Linked DNA regions of Ovis aries: region 1 is linked to region 2. The links are chromatin contacts, called in public Hi-C maps. All regions are on one chromosome and are shown on one strand. Each heading gives the region's core, a stretch centred on a gene start, on an enhancer-like site or on the middle of the called end of the contact. The rest is flanking DNA. Distances are from core to core; before and after follow the strand shown. Region 1 holds the start of PIK3C2B (phosphatidylinositol-4-phosphate 3-kinase catalytic subunit type 2 beta). Region 2 holds the start of ETNK2 (ethanolamine kinase 2).

Region 1 (5,827 bases), core at 1,773-4,272, 310 kb after region 2:
GAACATTGTCTGTTTCATATGCCTTTCCTCTCACCCCTCTCCCCCATCCCCACCAGCTTTCCCTCTCTCACTAGTGAGACTAAGCTCAGGATGTAAACCTACTTTTGTATAGCACTCTGCAGTTTTCAGTGCTTTTGCATACATGACTTTATTCAGTTCATGGTAAGCAGTGTTTTTCATTCTTAATCCTATGAGCCAAAGGTATTTCCCCCCATTTTATAGATATGCAAACTGAGTCTTAGGTTCATGAGTTGTTCATACTCACACAGCTAGGAAGCCAGGCCTCCTGACACTGAACCCACCCACTGCTTCTCTACTAGTCCGCACTATCACACCCAAGTTCACATCCTGGGAGCATGAGGAGCCTCAAGTTTATGGCCAGTTACAAGTTCCCCCAAAGGGAACAGAGGTCCCTCATTTTTATTCCTGTTGGCCAGCAGGGCTGTGCAGGCTGAATGACCATACACACAAGATACTTGCACAATGTCAGGCCTTGGTGGGGTGGAGAAATCAGGGAGAGGAGACCTAAGGCCCCCAAGAATGTGGGATATCTGCGAGAGCATCGTTACATCCTGGCCAAGTACGCAGGTATTCCAAGTCACTGGACAATCCAAAGTAGCACTCCAGGGAAAGGCCTGAGGACCCAGATAAGCGGAGCCTCCCTCACCAGTCTTTCCAGGAAGAGGGAAATGGACTAGCTCCCTTCTGGCCAGGGCTGAGAGTTTGGTCAGAGTCAGACACACACACCCATGCACACTCAGCAGTAAATTCAGAGCCGTGGAAGTCAAACCTTGGGCTCACCCAAAGGCCAAAGGGGAGGCAGCCACAGCTTCAGTCCAGGGCTCCGGCTCCAAGCCACCACCTCCTCAGCCACTGGCTGCCAGGCAGGGCTATAAAATGGGACTCGACTTAATTTTTCCATGGACACAACCCCAGAGGGGACCGCCAGGCTCTGGAGGAGCTGCAATTCTGAAGCCTCATAACTTCTGTGTTCTGGGATGCACAGCTGGAGAGCGAGAGGGGGGAGTATAGAGGGATCAGGTTTGCCACCCCCTGGACCATTTCTTTTCCAGTATCTTCCTGGGGCCTTGTGTGGCAAGAGAAGTTTTCATTCAGCGGCTGATACAGGGTTGGAATTCAGTGCAAATTACTTACATCTGCTTGGCCACAACCCATACAGTCAGGTAGTTTAGACAGAGAAGGAGGGGCATGTTGGCCCACTTCTGGAAGCCTGGGTAGTTGTGTGCTAAGGAATCTGGTGCCACGCTGGGACCAGCCACCCAGGGTACAAAATTCTCTAAAAGAACCGAGAAAAAAACATCAGGGCAGCAGAGACAATAGAGATTCCATCGCAGCCAGGCTGGAGGGACTGGGAAGCCATAAAGACCCCACAAGGGGGTGGAGACCAAGAGAAAGAAGGTCGGCCTGAAGAGCCGGAGCAATGGCAGGGTCTTCACTCGCGCCCCGCGGCCAACCAGGGTGTGTGCGCTAACCTCACATGTTAGTAACCTCTTCTCACAACCCGGGAGCCTGCCGAGCCCCTGGGCTTCCCACCCCACCCCACCCGGCCTTGGCAGGCTCCCCGGGGCTTCCTGCTGCTGCGATTGTGCCCCAACATCAAAGCCACCGCTGTCGGGAGCTGAAAACCAGAGACAAGTACAGGCCGGGGGAGCTGCGCCTCCCTCCAAGGACCTGGAACTCCGGCATGAAGGCCCCTCTCCCTCTCCCAAGCTTTCCCCTTTTGCTGCAGTATCCTTATAAGGCAGAAGCCCATTTTCCTATCTGCCCGCATGAAAAAAAATGTATATCTATTATATATTCCCTAGGCTAGATGCTGACTTTTCACCTACCGCAAGAGAAAGCACCACCCCACCACTCTCACTCCAGGGCAGGTTTTGCCTTTTATTTTCTCATCTTAAGCAAACCAAAACACCAAAACCATTGGCTGATTCAGGGCGCCTTGCCGCTGGGAGCCAGGAAGTGTGTTTAGAGGGAAAGGGGTGGGGAAGAGGGCGTCCGGGGTCCGAGACACTCGGAGACCCCAGGAGCAGGGAGGCGGCGGGGCCGCCCGCTCGGGTGCGGGGCCCGGGGCTCGGCGCCCACCGCCCACACGGCCCGCGCCCCGGGAACCCTCGGCTCCTTCCATTGTTGAACCTCGCAGCTGCCATGCTGCAGGGAGAGCCCCCGACCTCGGTCCGCCCCACTCGGCGGGTGATCCGCAGACGCGGGCCGGGTCGCCCGGCCGGGTGCGCGCCTTACCTGCGCCCACTGCGGCTTCCTGCGGTCGTGCGCTCGGAGACCCGGGCTGCCGGCTCCCTGCGGCTCCGGCGGCGCACCGCCTCCTCCGGGCCGCTCCCTCTCGGGCAGCACGCGGCGGGCGCCGGGCCCGGGGCGGCGGGGAGGCAGAAGGGGCGCGAGGACCGGCCAGGGAGTCGGCTCAGCGGAGGGCGTGCGCGAGCCCGCGGGGCCCGGCGGGCCCGGGGGAGACAATAGCGGCAGCCGCGGGCGAGCGCGGGGAAGCCATCTCCCGGAGACCCCGCGCACTGCACGGCGGCGGAGGCTCGGCCGGACGCGGGCAGGGCGGGCAGCCGCAGGCCGCGGCCCCAGCCCGCAGCGCCCGGAGCGCGGAGGAGGGCGGGCCCCGAGCCCGGCCGCCTGCCCCTCCCGCTCGGCTCCCCGCCTCCCCGGCCTTTGCGCTCGGGGAGGGAAAAGCAAGGCGTCGAGTCGTGCTTCGGCAACCCAGGGGCCGAGATCTCCACTCCCCACTCGCGTGAGGGTGTTTGCAGATGGTCGTTACCTTCCCCTGCTGGGACCCCTTTGCTGTGTGCCGGACGAATGCCCGATCATTCTACTGGAAATGACAGAGTTTTGAGGTCCGGGTATGGGTGGATGGAATTTCCTCCCCCCCATCATTAACAGACCGATGCTCGAGAGAGTCCCTACCTTGAGGTCGGAAGAGATGGCGGGGGAAGCTGCCTCTGCCTTTTGCACTTTTCTGCTTCATCGGTTTTTCGGTTCGCCCTAGTGGGTCGTGTGACCCGAGCCCCGTTAAATAGCAGTCTACAACCTGCGGGGGAAGGGTGGTGGTTGATCCTCCAGCCCAACCAGAGCAAGGGGAAAATCTTTCATACATTACGTTCTATTTAAAATTTTGACTCAGTACCTTTGTTTGAGCGGTGGTCTCTAGAAGAATTTTCCGAAGGGCTCCACCCAAAGATACCCATATAGTTGGCCAGCACCTCATTTGCATTCGGTTTGCATAATAACGATGCTCTCTGATCTCAAAGTGTGTTTTCCTCAAAACTTGAGTCTTGCTCTCCACCAGGATCCTCCTTGTTTCTTCCTTGCCAGACTACGCTCAGCACCTGGTTCTCAGCGTCCCTCCCCTGCCCCTTCAGGTGTCTAGGGCTCAGTACACCCAGCCTGAGGTCAGAGGCCCAGGACTCCCCTGCCAGGGTTCTCAGGGAAACATCTGCAAACCCGTGCCTTCTCTGGTCTCAAAGAAATGTTTGTTAAAATGCTACTCTTACAGTCTGTTTGGGGTTCACTGGAGTTTTGTGGGTTTGTTTTTTTTTTTTTAAGAGTGTCAGAAAGGCCTTTTAAAAAAGATAAGGGCGTTTTAAAATTTCCTAAATGGAAGAGACTTTAGAGCTCAAAGGAGGATAACTATTTTGGGGAAGGAAATTTGAATAACCAGATGAAGTCCTATGTAGAGGGAGAAAGCAATGTAAGAAGTGAGATTATGATTTGGAGGTACCTCTTGGGATATTGTTTTGTTCTCATATAAGGTGAAATCTGGGCCAGTGCAAAGAACCATTAATTGCAGGTAACCTTGAGTGAGACAATGGGAGAAGAAGCTCATGAAAAGAGAAGGGGCAAAGGCTCGTGTTTGTTTTCTGCTCACTGCACCGTGGCCTTGGGTAGTGCACTTCACCCTCTGAGCATCAATAGTTCTATTGGCTTTGTTTCCCACTCAAGCCTGTTGTGACGATCAAAGGAAAGAATGTGATGGACCATTTTGATGACCACAGCCTGTGTGTTCTATACATGTAACGTATATATGACACTATTCCTAATGCTCAAGAGCCTCAGCGGATAAAAACATGCATTCATTCACTCATTCACTGCGTGATCACAACACACATTTATGACTGCTTGCTATGTGCCTGTCATCAGGCTAAGCTCAGAAGCCTGAGAGGACACAGTAGTGTGGAGCCATCAGTGGTCCAGGGTTGCTGGAGTGGACAGTCTTCACTGAAGAGCTAACAGGATATAGGCCTGCCCGAGTTGCTGGGATCATATTGAAGGCTTCTTAATGCATCTTGGTAGGGAGAAAATTCTGTATTATAAGAGAAACCAGGGCATGTCAAAAAGTTTAGGTTTAGCCCGGCACGCCACAGAGCACCCAGGGTGCAGACTGGGAGTGCTGTGATCGGTGATGCGGCCTGTTACAGGAGGGTTTGGAATACATACTGATGTCTTCTGTTTGCCCCTGCAGATCCACTCTGGGCCCTCTGGTTTCCTAGAAGCGGTGGGCCAGTGGGGAGCCTTCTCAGAAGAGCGGGAGGAGGGAGGTCAAGAGGTCTGGACATTTCTTCCTTGGGCTCCTTCTCTTTGGGGTTACTGTGAGCTGGCTGCCATGCTCGACAAAGCTTCCTCCAGGTGTTTCCCCTTCCCTCTCCCTTTCCCTCCTCTCTCTTCATTTAGAGAATCGCTCACTACCTTCCTTCGACTTTCAGGCCAAGAAGTGGAAACTCCCTTTTCTGCTGGCCCGGGGGACTGCACACTGTTTCTTTTGGCTTTCTATACCCTGCTGGCTCTTCGTAAGTTGTTCCTTCAAATTGGAGTGTGCCATTTGCACACTTAGGAGTACCAGCTGGGAACTCACGGGAGGCATGGCTGCATTCAGGGCGCAAGAGCAGAGAATCTCAAAGCAGGGGCAGAAGTATGGGATGGGAGGGAAGGACAGATACAAGAGAGTCAGGCAGTCGAGTCAGTAATGCTTGGTACTGTACTGAATGTAAGGATCATCAGTGAGGGGTAGAGTGTGGAACTACTCCCCACCTGATGCCTTAATTGGGGGCAGGTGGTGCCATTTACTAAGTGAGGGACTGTAGTAAGACAGGGCCCAGGTATTGGGGGTGCAATCATGACTCTGATCTTGGACATTAAATCAAATTTGGACTTGCAGTGTCTCTGGAATGTTCAGGTGGGGATGTCTAGTAGACTTTAGATTTATGAAACTAAATTGAAGTAGAAACTAAAGTAGAGGCATGGACAAGTGGTTTCAATTTTGGACTCTTCCATTCGTAGATGATAAACAAGTTACATATGTGACATCACCCAGGTGTGGGCAAATAGAGGAAGGAAGAGGCCTGAATGGCAGGAAGAGCTGAGATGCCAGAGTGTCAGCAAGGAGGAGGAGAGAAAGTGTTAGGAAAGAGGGATGGGAACACAAGTGCGGCTGAGACATCCAGGGGGCAGGGCTGGAAATGCCTTTTGGATTGACAAGAAGTCAGTGAATTCTGGATGCTAGAGGGGTTTCTTGAGTTGTTAGCCTTTCTGTCGTAGAGAGCAGGGCGGTGGGAGAGAGCTTGAAAAGCCCACCAGAAACCCAGGCTGCTCTCAGTTTGGAGTTATTGGGCCAAAAACACAAAATGAAACTTTTCAGAACAACTCCTCTGTACCATGCATCTCTGCACCTTATGATGGTGTCAACTCAAAGACTCTGTGCAGTGATGGTGAAGCATTGGGTCTCTGAGTAGGCACGTTAGGCATTGGTTTAGGGACCCATTTCTTCATCCACAACTTTCCTAGCGCTGATACA
Region 2 (5,221 bases), core at 581-3,080:
CGTGCTGCCCCAGCTCCAGCACGCGCTGCTGGTTTGAATGCTGAGCGTAATCACACAGCACCTGCATTCTTTAGCCCTCTCATTTAGTGAAGAGCTCAGCACTGTTCCTAACCCTCCACCCTTTCCCAACGCTTGAGACAGACCAGAGAGTTCAAGAAAGAAACAAGAGCTTGGGCTCAGCCCAGACACACTTTTCCTGGGTCTGCCTCTGGTGAATGGGATTTGGCTGCTGAAGAATTTTCACACCACTTGGTGGGTAGAAGCCTGCCCCATCCCCCACCCCCAGGTCCCATCAGGCCCTAAAGGAAACCTCTATGGGCCAGAGTGCCACAGAGGGGGCAGGGAGTGGCCTAGGACGGGGGCAGCCTGACCTAACTCACCTCTCATCTCTCTGCCTGCCAGACCGAGGGCCCCTTGCCATCCCTCTTGCCCCACCCAGCGGCAGCGTTACAGGAGGGTACTGAGATTGGCACCCACCCCAGGGCCAGGTGGCCACAGCTCCTTGTGGCCAGAAGAGACAGAAGGTCCTGGGCTGGGAGAGCAGGTTCTCTGAGCAGGGTGACAAGGGGGAGTGAACCACGGAGTTTATGGGGTACAGAGTGAGAGGGCTGGAAGGGGCCTCAGGGGACATCTGAAGCAAGAAAAGGTGCGGGAGCTGAGGCGCAGAGAGTGGAGGGACTGGAAAGCAGCATGTTAGGCCGGAGCTGGAACTAACCTCAGGCCTGCCTGATGGCCTGACAGTTTTACAGCAAGGCGGGTTTTTGCTGTGGAAAGGTTACCCCTCCCCCTCTCCGAAAGGGTCTGTAAGCCTTCTCAGGCCCTGAAGCCCCCTCTCCCCGCCAGCAGCCCCACCAGCGCAGAGCCCCTGCCGCTCCAGCACGAGCCGCAGGTGCCCACTCAAGGCAGCAGCCCCCACAGGCAGCTCCCGGAGGGGCTGGGGCAGCTGAGGACCCTCTACCGAGGTCTGCTGGGGAGTCAGCCTGGGGCTGCTCAGGGAGAGACTCTGCCCGCGTCTGTGTCCCTACGCCTGTGCCCAGCGGAGCGGGGAGGTGCCCTGTGTAGGGGGTGTTGAGCCAGAGCTCAAGGCAGTAGAGAGGCTTTCCACCGGGCGCGGGGCTGGGGGCTAGCTCGAGTTCCACAGGGTGGCTCCCGGGACCAGCAGGAGCAGCTCAGAGCCCGGAGACTTCGCTTCCACTCTGGGCTGCAGCAGGGACACTGATGTGAGACGTGAGAGCGTGGGGGGCGCCCTTAAAAGTTCCTGCCTCCGCAGCTTTCAGAGCCGGGTGGGCACCGGCTTCTGGGCAGCGGGGGACACGCGCGCACAGCGTCCGGGGGTGGGGCCCGCACGCGCGGCACGCTGACAGTGGGCAGGTGGCCCTCCGGCGCGCCCGGGCCCCAGAGGAGGGGCGCGTGTGCAGGCAGGGCCGAGAGAGCGGGGAGCCTGGCTGTGCTCAGGGACCGAGACAGAGAAAGAAGGACCCAGGCACGTCGCCGGAGCAACGCCTCGCGTGCAGCAGCGGCGCGCACCTCTGAGACCCACACCCGGAGGGATGCCCGGCCAGACGCGCGCGCAGCCCAGCTGCAGCCCCTCGGGGCCGCGTCCCCGGCCGCCCGCCTGTTCGGCTTACCTTGGTCCGGACTCGTTCGGGCTTCCAGCGCGGCCGCAGCTCCCGGATGAGGCGCAGGGCGCCCGGGAGGATGTCGTCCTGGTCCACCGAAATGCCGAAACACGGGACGGCGGCGGCTCTCGGGGGCCCCGGGGGCGCCCCGCGGCCCGCGCCGGCCGCCGCCTCCATGCCCCATGCGCGCCGCGGGGGTGGCCCCGGCCCTCAGGTAGGAGGGCGGGCCGGGCAGCCCGGCCACGGCCGGCCCCTGCAGCCCCGCCCCCGGAGCGCCGCGCGGACGGGGGCGCGGCGGGGGCGGGGCCGGGGCGCGGCGGGGGCGGGGCCGGAGCGCCGTGCGGGGGCGGGGGCGCGGCGAGGGGCGGGGCCGGGGTGCGGCGGGGGCGGGGCCGGAGCGCCGCGCGGGGGCGGGGGCGCGGCGAGGGGCGGGGCCGGGGTGCGGCGGGGGCGGGGCCGGAGCGCCGTGCGGGGGCGGGGGGCGCGGCGGGGCGGGGCCGGGGTGCGGCGGGGGCGGGGCCGGAGCGCCGCGCGGGGGCGGGGGCGCGGCGAGGGGCGGGGCCGGGGTGCGGCGCGGGGGCGGGGGCGCGGCGGGGGCGGGGGCGCGGCGGGGGCGGGGGCGCGGCGGGGGCGCGGCGGGGGCGGGGCCGGGGCGCGGCGGGGGCGGGGCCGGGGCGCGGCGGGGGCGGGGCCGGAGCGCCGTGCGGGGGCGGGGGCGCGGCGCGGGGGCGGGGCCGGAGCGCGGCGCGGGGGCGGGGGCGCGGCGCGGGGGCGGGGCCGGAGCGCGGCGCGGGCGGGGCGCGGCGGGGATGGAGCGCGGCGCGGGGGCGGGGGCGGGGGCGGGGGCGCGGCGGGGGCGCGGCGCGGGCGGGGGTGGGGCCGGGCGCCTTCGGCCGCGACGTCACGGGCCGCCGGCCGGGGCGGCACCGCCTCCTGCAGCCTCGGCGGCCCGCGCGCGGGGCTTCCCGCGCGAGCCGGGAAGCTTGGCCGGGGCGCGGCGGGGACCAGGCCGCGGATGGGGCAGCCCCGGTTCGCTCCCCGACTTTCGAGGCCGCGAGGGGCCTCCTCCCTCCCGCCCCACCGGAGGCTGCGCCCCCGGATAACCGGGGCGGGGCCCGGGGAAAGCGCCCCGCGCGCCCCGAGTCCGCCCGGAGGTGTGGAGGTTCCGCCGCCCCCAGGTGGTTAGCTTGGGCGGCACCACCTGAGCCCCCAGTCCCTGGACTCCTGCAAGAGGCTCCGCGGGAGTAGGCCTTTTGGGATGGCGAGGGGACTGGGGAGATGCATTTTGTTGGCGGCCGTGCCCTTGGGGACCTCAGTCACCAGCCGACTTGGGAGAGCGCTCGCGGCGCCACCCAGGAAAGTGCCTGTTTCCCCAGGTGGCCCCTTCCACCTCTTCAGGAATCTCCCAACCGCAAGGCCCCTGTCCTCATCGCTGCCCAGAATCCCGCTCTGCCCCAAAGAACTTCTGGGCTGATGAGTGTTCTGTTTTTGTGTTGTCCAGGGCTGAAATGGGGCTAGTGTGACATTTAATTCAATTTTATGTTTAATGTAAACAGCCGTATATGGCTGTCTTATAGAATAGGATAGAAGATGTTGGGGGGCGGGGCGCTACTTAAGGTCTCGGAACCCAGGATGTTGGGAAAGAACCCTGACTCCAAGCCTTCCTGCAGCGAGGAAATACAGCTAAGCAGGCAAGAAGACTCAGAGAGTCATGCTCCTGGCTCTGCACAGGGATATCACAGATGTGGGAATGCTGCCAGGGAGAGGTCCTGGGATTCCATACAATCCCAACAAGCGGTAATTCTCGAGCTATGAGGTTTGCTGGGGCCTGGGTGAGCCCCTCAGTGCCTCACTTCTTTCAGTCAAAAGAGGGGTGAGCAGCTGTCATGAAGAGGGACAGTGTCAATGGCTTCATTTGGGCGGATACGGTGTCTTACTCCCCAAGCTACACGTCTCCCACAGCCAGTGCAAGGCGTCGGAGTGGGAGAACACCTAGACCTGAGCCCCAGGTCTCGTGATATGGAAGAGCGCAGTGCATAGATCTATGTGCTTGTGCACCTGGGCCGGTACTGGGGTGGCTGAAGCTCTGAACCTGTGGAGACTCCCACCTGTACGTGGGAAGGTGGGAAGCTCCTGAGGTCTGAGTCAGATGGGCGGCCTTCTAGTTGTGGTCTTTCGCACGTCACTGAGCAACCCTGGCCAGAGCTTTCACTCTCTGAGGCTCAGTTTCTCCTCCTGTACAAGGGGAGTATCAGGCAGACCTCTGTGGCTCTATGTTTTTAGGTGTTAGTGCCTTAGATGGCATGTTAGATGGCTACGTGGGGAAGCACAGAGCCTGCGCTGGCGGCTGACCTCCATGAGCTTGGAGCATCTTTCTGTCTACAGTCCACTGCCGCGGCGTTAGCTTTGGTTCTCCAGGGGCTGGCTCTCTGCAAACTTCCCGCCCAGGGTAGTGTGAACAACTCCATCTGAACCCTGCCGACGTTGCATGGGTGGCATCAGCCCTTCGTGCAGGGGCCTGTGCTTGTGCGCTTGTGAGTTTGTCATTGTGTCGCGTTCTGTCTGCACAAGATCACACACTGTACTTCCCTGTTTCAAATCCTTGAGAACCCAGATGCAGTGGGGTTGGAAACATGAAGTCTTTATTTTGTGGTCTTCAAAGAAGGGAAGAGCCAGTACTGGGGGCAGGGCACACATCCAGGGGGACTTCCACCCCCCTGAGTGAGGGCACAGGCAGGGGTTGGGGGGTGGTCCCAGAGAGTGCTCTAGTTCTGGGCCAGGGCAGGGCAGCAGAGGGCCTCAGCGGGCCAGGGCAAAGCCGATGCGATTGTTACGCCGATCAAACTCCGTGTAGAACTTGCGGATAAAGGTGGCACCCAGGACCCAGACTGGTCCAGTGGGTGGTGGGATGTCCATACCATGCAGGGCCAGTGTGCACAGATCATCATTATTGTAGGGGTCCTGGCAGGAAGCAGAAAGGTTCCTCCACTGCCTGGCACATAACCACCTTGCCAGAGCCCTCAGCAGCATCTGCCCACCCGTGCCCCATCTGCACTGGGCCTCCATCACATCTTGGCCCTTTCAGCCATCATGGGTCACACCCCTCCTAGAGGCAGGTACTAAGCTGGATGCTACTGACAGTGGATGGGGCGCAGCTCTGCCTTCAGGAGCTCACAGTCTGGCAGAGCTTCTGGTCCTAGACAAACTATTAACACCTCTAAACATGCTGAGTATAAAAAGCAGATAGCATTACTGGGGACATTTGATCAGAATGGAGATCAGGAGATGAGCACAGTGATTTCCAAATTCGGCTGCATGCTGCGATTACCTGGGGAGTTTTGTAAACATTGTTGCCCAGTTATCCCCAGAGGTATCAGTTGGTATGGGATGTGGCTTGTTACTGGGATTTTTAAAAGCTCGCAGGTAACCCTAATTTGCAGCCAAGTTTGAGAACCACTGGTCTAGCAGGTAATCTGTGCATAATGACATGTCTGTTTTTGAAGGCCCCTCCCCCTCTTCCTCCCTGTCACCGAGGAGCAAACCGCAGCCTCACCTGTAACACATAGTCCGCACTGGTGAGTGTGTAGGCTTTGCCTCCAAGG

What was found. Hi-C and Micro-C count contacts between places; a contact is called where the count stands out from the background.
Region 1: a contact with region 2 is called in a Hi-C map of liver, with 5 times the contacts expected there. The contact joins the promoter of PIK3C2B here to the promoter of ETNK2 in region 2. A contact is called at or near these places in 3 of 16 Hi-C or Micro-C datasets (hypothalamus, liver and skin fibroblasts).

The regions. Positions count from the first base shown.
Region 1 is chr12:2,082,722-2,088,548 of ARS-UI_Ramb_v3.0, forward strand. PIK3C2B (phosphatidylinositol-4-phosphate 3-kinase catalytic subunit type 2 beta) reads right to left here and starts at 3,023. Exons shown (of 33, transcript XM_042256937.2): 1 at 2,944-3,023.
Region 2 is chr12:1,778,519-1,783,739 of ARS-UI_Ramb_v3.0, forward strand. ETNK2 (ethanolamine kinase 2) reads right to left here and starts at 1,831. Exons shown (of 8, transcript XM_042256911.1): 1 at 1,629-1,831. The coding sequence starts at 1,796. REN (renin) reads right to left here. Exons shown (of 10, transcript NM_001009299.1): 9 at 5,173-5,221; 10 at 4,247-4,580. The coding sequence ends at 4,419.